Linked DNA regions of Mus musculus: region 2 is linked to region 1. A link is a contact called in public promoter capture Hi-C data. All regions are on one chromosome and are shown on one strand. The core of a region is the stretch at or near the end of the contact, and the rest is flanking DNA. Distances in the headings are between cores, read along the strand shown.

Evidence for each region. Capture Hi-C pulls out chosen DNA fragments and counts their contacts.
Region 2: a contact with region 1 is called in a promoter capture Hi-C map of adipose tissue. The contact joins two enhancer-like sites. A contact is called at or near these places in 1 of 115 datasets of contacts at active chromatin or transcription factors (pancreatic cancer cells) and 2 of 9 other capture datasets (adipose tissue and liver).

The regions. Positions count from the first base shown.
Region 1 is chr3:68,762,711-68,766,704 of GRCm38.p6, reverse strand. No RefSeq gene overlaps it. Among named protein-coding and RNA genes, the nearest start is that of Gm35584, 3.2 kb to the right of the region's middle. Within about 2 kb of position 1,599, at least 64 of the 459 cell types and tissues checked have an H3K27ac peak or open chromatin away from gene starts, as enhancers often do. A contact at or near this core is called in adipose tissue, where this site is marked.
Region 2 is chr3:68,581,569-68,585,893 of GRCm38.p6, reverse strand. All of the region lies in intron 5 of Iqschfp (Iqcj and Schip1 fusion protein), which reads right to left. All of the region lies in intron 2 of Schip1 (schwannomin interacting protein 1), which reads right to left. Among named protein-coding and RNA genes, the nearest start is that of Gm22073, 36 kb to the right of the region's middle. Within about 2 kb of position 1,688, at least 78 of the 459 cell types and tissues checked have an H3K27ac peak or open chromatin away from gene starts, as enhancers often do. A contact at or near this core is called in adipose tissue, where this site is marked.

The DNA.
Region 1 (3,994 bases), core at 350-2,849:
AAGTTGTGATCTTCGTGCCTCTTCATTCCTGTGTAGGGATTAGAAGCATGGACCACCTCACTCAGCTTGATGAATCATCTTCTAAGAAGAAAAATGTTTCTTGCCTTTTAAAGTAGCAACTGCCATTTTTAAGTTCAATCATAATATTTTACTGATTTACTCTTATTTGTAATTTAATTATAATATATTTAAAATGAACTCTTATGTATAAATAAACTTATCTACTCCTCTGTGTGTGTTTGTGTGTATGTGCACGTGTGATTGTCATGGTGTGCACATGACAACTTTTATATGTCTTATTCTTTAAATTGTATGCATATGGATGTTTTGTCTGCATGTATGTTTGTGTACTACATATGTGGTGCCTGCAGTGTCCAGAAGAAGGCATTGGACTCCCTGGGACTAGAATTACAGATAGTTGTGAGCAGTTAGATAGGTGCTCCTTCCAATCCTTTATATCCTTCTGTTCTCTTCTAACATGGGAGTTGGTTTTCCCCTTCTCTTATGTGGGTCTCAGGGATCAAAATCAGGTGGTCAGAGTTGATGGCAAGAACCTGCCTGGTCAGCTCAGTGTTTTTAAATTACGCAACGGCACACATAGAGATATCATTGCTGTGATAACATGGCCTTCTTCTGGAAAATCCACTGGAAGGAACAGCTCAAGGTATCTACAACGAACTCTTTGAATGAACAGGAGTATACTCTAAAATAATGATGTAAGTCCAATACTGTCAACTTGGTCATTTGTCATCATTGGTATGTGCCAGACTTATCTGTAGGAAATATAAACACTACAATGTTCTGACAGGTGTTACCAGGTGTGAATTTTCAGCTCTGTCATAACTACACGAGATCACAATGGCATATTCTATCCACAATTGACCTCAATGCTATTATGAGATGTACAACTGTATCTTTTATAGAAATACACCCCCACGCTGTCCATTTGTTTAAATCATTACATGCCTCCCAGGCACACTAGAATCAATACCAACTATCAATCACATACTTGGGCCGTCTTTCATCATCTGTCACTTTCTGTAACAGCGTCTGCCATTCTCAAGTGACATGCAGGATTGTGAAGACTTCAATGAAATCCAAAGCAAAGTGCAACCATGGGTTTGGTGTGTGATATAGCGCACACAAATCAGCGCATGTGACACAGGAGACTTGTAGGACTTACACATAAGCCTGGGAGGCAGAGGAGAACAGTTGCCAGCAGAGGAAACTGGCCAGTGAGATTTGGCAGGCATGTAGGTGACTCAGTCAACAGCTCCCACTTTTCCTTACTTGCCTCTAAACTCAAGCTGGGAAGACTGAAACCTCTTTTCCTGGTCTCCCTGCAGCTGGCTGAAACCAGAATGCCAGCGTTCAAGTCCAGTGTTGCCTCCTACTAGCTATGTGACCCTGAGACATTCATATCACCTCAGTTTGCAGATCTTCGAAGTAACTGCATAGCATGTCCTGAGGATTAAGTGACTTATCTGTTTTTCCTGTTCTCACACTCGTTCTGTTGTGCAGTAAGTGCACAGTCATCGTAAACAGGAGCCAAGGACTCATGACTGGCAGCTATGGACTGTTTATTTGGAATAAGATATTATTCCTGAAGTTTACTCTGGAAGCCAGCCAGGCAGGCCAAAGCCTAGAAGTCCACAAGCTCTATGTCACCCAGCCATCCTTGGCCGGGGAGAAAGATATCAACACTCAGATTGGTGAATTCCAAGGTTATCAGCCCTGCCACTCAAACAAGGCTAGTCCAGGGCCAATGATAGTTTAGACATTCTTTCCTTCCTTTTCTGATACCCTTCTATTTTCTTACACTTGGTTTTCTCAGCTCTGGATCTGCTCACACAGGGTTGTGGTTCATGCTCCTTTCCGCTCTGTAATGTTGATCCACAACTGGAGCATGTAATCTTAGTCAGTTAAGTCCTGCCGTTATCAGAGTCTTAGCACTGGTCCAGCCATGCCTGTATGTTTCTACTGAAAATTTTCATATTTGGGGTGCAGGGGGGCTCTGAGTCAGATTATTCTTTTGGGCAAGAAGTTTATTAGGAGAGTTATTTACATCACAGACAGACAGACAGACAAATAGACTGCAGGAAGGCTGGGCTTCTGAGGAGAGTTCAGGGCTATGTGGCAGAATGGCGGTTCCTTCTTACAGATTTCAGGGTAAGCAGGGGGATTTGATGCTACTTGGTTGACGAGTTGCCCGTAGTATGTGCCTGCAGCCAGGCTGTTGCTGAATCAACTGTTGAATGTGGGAGGGCCAGATTCCAGAGAAATAAGTTACTTTGTGTCTTAGTCAGGGTTTCTATTCCTGCACAAACATCATGACCAAGAAGCAAGTTGGGGAGGAAAGGGTTTATTCGGCTTATACTTCCATACTGCTGTTCATCACCAAGGAAGTCAGGACTGGAACTCAAGCAGGTCAGGAAGCAAGAGCTGATGCAGAGGCCATGGAGGGATGTTCTTTACTGGCTTGCCTCACCTGGCTTGCTCAGTCTGCTCTCTTATAGAACCCAAGACCACCAGCCCAGAGATGGTCCCACCCACAAGGGGCCTTTCCCCCTTGATCACTAATTGAGAAAATGCCTTATAGTTGGATCTCATGGAGGCATTTCCTCAACTGAAGCTCCTTTCTCTGTGATAACTCCAGCTGTGTCAAGTTGACACAAAACTAGCCAGTACACTTTGGAACTTATTAATCAAATTACTGTACGTTGAGGAATTGTCACAACCCAATCAAAATGGAAACGCTTTACAAAATGGCGTGGCCGTGGCTAACACCTACTGTTAGGTTTAGTGTTCAATACTCGCTCTCCCTTAGTTAGTCTGGGGTGGTGGGAGCTAGAGCAATGGCTCAGCAGGTGAGGCCCAGTACTACTCTTGCAGACGACCTAGGTTTGGGGCCCAGCATTCACAGCCACTTGGAGCTCCAGCTTCAGGGTATCATCAGACACCCCCTGCTGGCCTCAATGGCACAGAAGTCAGGTCCACACACAGTCACACATCCATACACATAATTCAAAAGGGAAAATCTTGTTTTAAAACCCAGTCTTTCCAGTCTTCTTGAGAGGTACCCAAGTGTTTCCCAGTCTGTGTTCTCCTAACAGTGCGTCAGTTTTCCCACTCCCTACCACGGACTCCTTAGAGATCCACCAGGCTTTTGTTCTATGAAAGACAGCCTGGATGAAAAACAGGGTGCTCTTTTGAAGTTACTTTTGGTCTCATGAGCATGGCGGGACTATTTACCGCACTGGCTAGCAAACGCACAAAATGTTCACGTCAAATGCAGAAAATGTTTCTGTAATCATAATAATTTCCTGTCCTCCTCAACTTGGTTCATCTAATCTATAATCATTTTTCAAATCATTTTCAAACGATGACGATGATGACAAAGAACTCAGTCACAGCCAGGTTTTTAAAGATTTTATTTTACGGACTCCCATCTTGGAGAGTAGATACCCACTATGTGAAACTTATAAAATAGAGCGTTCTCACTTTCAGCAAGCTGACTCAGTAAGTCACGTGGAACATCTGACTTTAGTGGAAAATGCATTTTTCTAAGGCTGCATGGATAGAAAGGGCGTGGCGTTGCCTTGGTGCCTTGGTGACATGACTCCATGCCACTCCCTGCAGTGGTTTTGTCTGGTTCTGTGATAGTTTGACAAGATTGTTCAACTTACACCGTTTAACTGAACAGTTAATCAAAATGTGATCTTAATCTAGAATATTTTAAGCAGGTCAGGGCTGTGTTTTCTATAGGTAAGAGGTGTGGAGGACACAGCCCAGATGAAGAAACTGAGGCTGTAACAGGCAGCCCTGGTGGGGGCCAAAAAATGTAGAGATGCTGCCTTGAGGCAAATTTTTAAGCAAGGGCAAAGGACATTTAGATGACTGTTGTCCATTGTAACAACTTTCTTTCGAATATCTCCAAATTTGCTTCCAGTTTTCTGTCCCTGACTCCTTGGGACCTCTCTCTCACACTATCCTA
Region 2 (4,325 bases), core at 439-2,938, 180 kb after region 1:
GTTCACTTGTTCTGTTAGTTCTATTTCTCCTGAAATCAAGCATGGCCTTCAACTGCCTGTGCTTCGTGGTGGTCTAGACTATGGCTTGTTGAAGGTGGGGACCTAAGCTCTTGGAGCCCTAACTCAGGTTGCCAGTGTAGCTCAGCTCACTTACTCCGGGCATCTGGTTCCCTCTGTGTTTTAAGGTAGGATACAAGCACAGTGGTCACGATCTTACTGTTAGGGAATTAGTAATGGTATGCCTTTCATTTTTTCCTTAGTGTGAACTGATCTGGACTCTTTGGTGTTTTTTTTTTTTTTTTTTTTTTAATTTGAAAAAAAAAAAAGAGTTGACAAAGAAAACTGTGAGCAGTTCTCTGGCACTGAAGACCACAGGACACTAGAGAAGGACACCCTTGCTCTGCAGGGTTGCATAAGTAATCTGACTGATGGCAGAGTGTCCCAAGGGTCTTTTGTGTACCAGCTTCACCCAGTGGGGGAAGGGCAGACAGCTGGGGTTTCAGGACACAAAGTCACCACCCTGAGCTCTTAGTCCCTGGTTGGAGAACACCGGGGATGAAAAATACACAGGGCAACACGGCCCAGCACATTTAAGTTTTACCCCCCTGGAAGAATACAAATCATTATGAGATAATAAGATCTACAGTAAGCACCTTAAGGAGCCTCCGTATTCCCGTGCAGAGTTTAAGATGCAGACGTCAACGCTGACCAAATCTGAGGAATGAACATGCTAGAAACGTCTTCCTCTGTCTCACTCTGGTCAAAGGCACTAATGGCACCTTTGACTGAATGGAGACCTACAGTTGACTTCTGTCACATCATAAAGGACGGAGGGCTGTGTGTGTTTAGGCCTCTGTGGGCAGACAAGCATATACTTGTAGCTTGATTTCAGGACCTCACCCATATAACTAAAGCTATTTTTACTTGGGCCTGTTATTACCAGACAATTACCACATAAAACATTCCCAAAATATATTTACTGATGTTCAAAAGAAAAGGCCAGCAGCGTACTAACAGATATCGTATCAAGTTTTTAAGACTCCCCAAACTTCTCTGTAAAACTTTTTCTTATTTGTTTTCACTGTTAAAAACAAACTTAGATCTGTTAGCTCTGTCCAGTAATTGTTTCTACTGAACAGCTAAAATATGTCAATAATTAAAAAGAAATCCCTTTGCATAAAATGCTGCTATGCAATGAAGTACATAATAGGAATTGTCTCAACTTTAGAACACTAACATGGATGGTTTTGCTGTTCTTGTATCAATGAGTATAAGCTGGGAAGAATCGGGGTCTCCTGAACTGGGGTCTCCAAGCTTACTGTGGTAAATTCTGTGCATTTAGTTTCTCTTCAGTGTCTAACGGCAATGACCACTGTGTGTGGAATTTGGCATCCTTCCTCAAGGGCAACCTTCCTCCCTCTTAGAAAAATGGTCCAATTGTTTATAAACAAAAGCGCGCCCCCCCTTACCTTTTTATAATTCCCCTCCAAATCCAATGGGGATTCTCGACTGATGATGTCATGGTCCATTCCATCACGGTCCAAATTCATCCTTCAACTCTTTAGAATTTCACTTAAGAAATAACCTCCCATGAATCCTGACAGGCTGAAGTGCCAACTGCCCAGTCCCTTGGTTACCACTCATGCTGGCATAGAGAGCCTGTGCCTGGCTGCAGTGTCCTTGCCCCCTTCTGCCTCAGACACTGCCCCACCCGGACTGCCTGGCTTCTTTCTCCCGGGCACTGGGCAGCTGCCTGCTGTAAGGCGCACTCTGTTCATGACAATTGGCTTGTTGCGAGAGTCCAGCCTGCCTACCATCTGCTATCACCTTCCCTAAATGATCTGGCCCAGATTCTTGTCCGCAGCACCTTTCCTGCTCCCAAAAAGGGAAAGGGCGGGGGGGGGGGGGATAGTAAGCTTCAGCCAGCTGACCCCACCCCAGTTCAGGGCCCAGTGTGAACTGGAGTTTGGTGAGGCACTCTGAAGCCAGTAGACTGGGGGATAAAAATAGACACAAAAACTTGCAGCCCGAGAGAGCTCACTGTGAGCTGAGTCGGGTGCCCCGAATGAAAACTATCATTTAAGGTGACCCGTAAGACACATGTTTGCCATTTTTCTTTTTCCCCCGTGACCAACGAGACGCACTTCATTTCTTTTTTCCAAATTGTTTTTGAGATGTAAAAGTTTCAGAGTCTGAAAGGGGCACTAAGCCCAAGACTAAGGCTGCTTCCAACCCAGAGAAAGCCTTCCCTGCCCCCGAGCATGGCTTTGTCCTGTAATATCGGCAAGAGAAGAAAGGGATCCATCAAGTTTCCTTTTAGGATTCAGCCAGTGGCGGCCTTTTCCACAGAAGCACGCTTGCTTTCCTACTGCTCTTTTTACTCTTTTCCCATGGCTTCTGGGTTTGTTTATGGGTTTTGCATGCAGCCGGGGGAAGGGCCACAGCTGGAGGATGTTTGGCTCAAAGAAGCAGACAAACAGAAGTTCACAGGCACACGCTCGGGCATACTCATACACATTACATTAATACTCCCATAAACAACTAAAAAAAAAAGTGATTGCTTCAAAACAACAGCGTGCAGGGACAACCAGCCACAGAAGAACTCAAAGGCCAAGCTTCCACTTAGCAACGGGCCTTACCTTCTGAAATGTTCACACGGAAAATTGCAAATGCACTCGTCAATCAAATCCTCCGTACACATTCCTGAGCAACAGCAGCATGGCTGAGAACAGTTCTGAAGGGAAATGCCGTTCAATAGAACCTTGTTCCGGCATCTCAACCTCTGCTCACAGGCTCACCTTTAGCTGTTTACCTCCATAAATGTTTTTTAAATTCAATTTGTGTTGGACTTGTGATATAAACACGGCTCAGTGGGCTTTATGGTACCCCTCTTTCTATCAGGCAAATATTTTCTTCTCAGAGCCCAGATCCAAATCTAAATACTTTTATTCCACCTCCCAGCCCCCCCAGCCAGTCCTCTCCACTCCCAAGGGGATGAATAGCCCTTTTGTGAGGTATCACAGTGACAAGTTTCATCTTGTGGGATACATTTGCAAGGCCCTGTCTTACTCTGGTCCAGACCCCTGGACTTTCATTCCAGATGGCAGTGTCCTGGAGCGTTTGTCTGGATTCGTGTGGCAATGGTGGTCACTGAGTGCTGGCTAGGGCTGTGACCACAATGCAAAGCAGTCACAAAGGTCAAGAGGCTATGGGGTTGAAACTATGTTCCTACCTTGAAGGGTCCTGTGTATCCTAATGGATCTTACACGATGTGTAACAAAGTAACAACAGGTGTGCTTTACTGAGGCTAGGCACCTCACACGTGTTTCCTCTATCTTTCAATAACCCTATGGAGTAGTATGTATTATTGCCAGCTGCATTTTATAGCCAGGGGCGGAGGAGGGCACCTAGGGATGTTAAATAAGTGCCTAGCTACCTAAATTGCCATAGTCAGGCAGGAATTTGAATCTAGGTCCTCTGCCTTGGTGGCCCACAATGTAAATGGGTGTGCTAGAGCCCCCTACTGGCTGACCCCAGGAGCAATAAACAGCCACGATAAAGGGATATAGGTGGATTTGTTTTGTTTTTTAATTAGGATGTGTTGAAGAGAAACTCAGCCGCACTCCCAGTCATATGCTGAGTTGTTTTCTAAATCATACATCTGGAACATCCAGCATGCACTGCGGCAACCCTCCGGCTGCGGGCGCCTTAGGAAAATGGAAGGGAATTAGCTACCCTCACGACCTGGCACGCGGTCTGGTGAATTTTCTCCTCTGCTTGACCATGGCACTCTCAGGAGTCTCAGTAGCTTCTGACAGCTATTACTGTTTTAGGCCTTTTTTTTTTTTTTTTTTTTTTTTTTTTTTTGGCTAGGGGAACAGGGATTTGTGCTTAATTACTTTATTTGCCCCACTGCGCCTGCCACGATGTTGCTTTGCCTATGGTGAGCGAGCGGTCACTGAGGAGCTGCTGCAGTGAACAGCGAGGAGTAGAACCGCTTCCTCCAAACGCTCTGTCTACCTGTCTACCGTGAGAAGCAGCAAGAGCTAACATTACTGTTTTTCAACCCACACTGTTTGTGGGGCTCCGGTGAGGCTGACTGGCTGCAGGAGGAACGCCACCTTTCGGTAGGAAGGCTACCTCTCTGGAGGGCAGTTCCACCGAGGTGTTAGGATAGCTCCTTCAGAAGAATTATACACAGCCTACAGGGTGGAGCCTAGAGAACTGGCTTCTCCAGGGGAGAGGCAAAGTTACTGCATCTGGGCTCACTTCTCCCTCCTTGTCTGTTCTGCATCACGGACAATTTTTGTCACTCATTGGAGCCC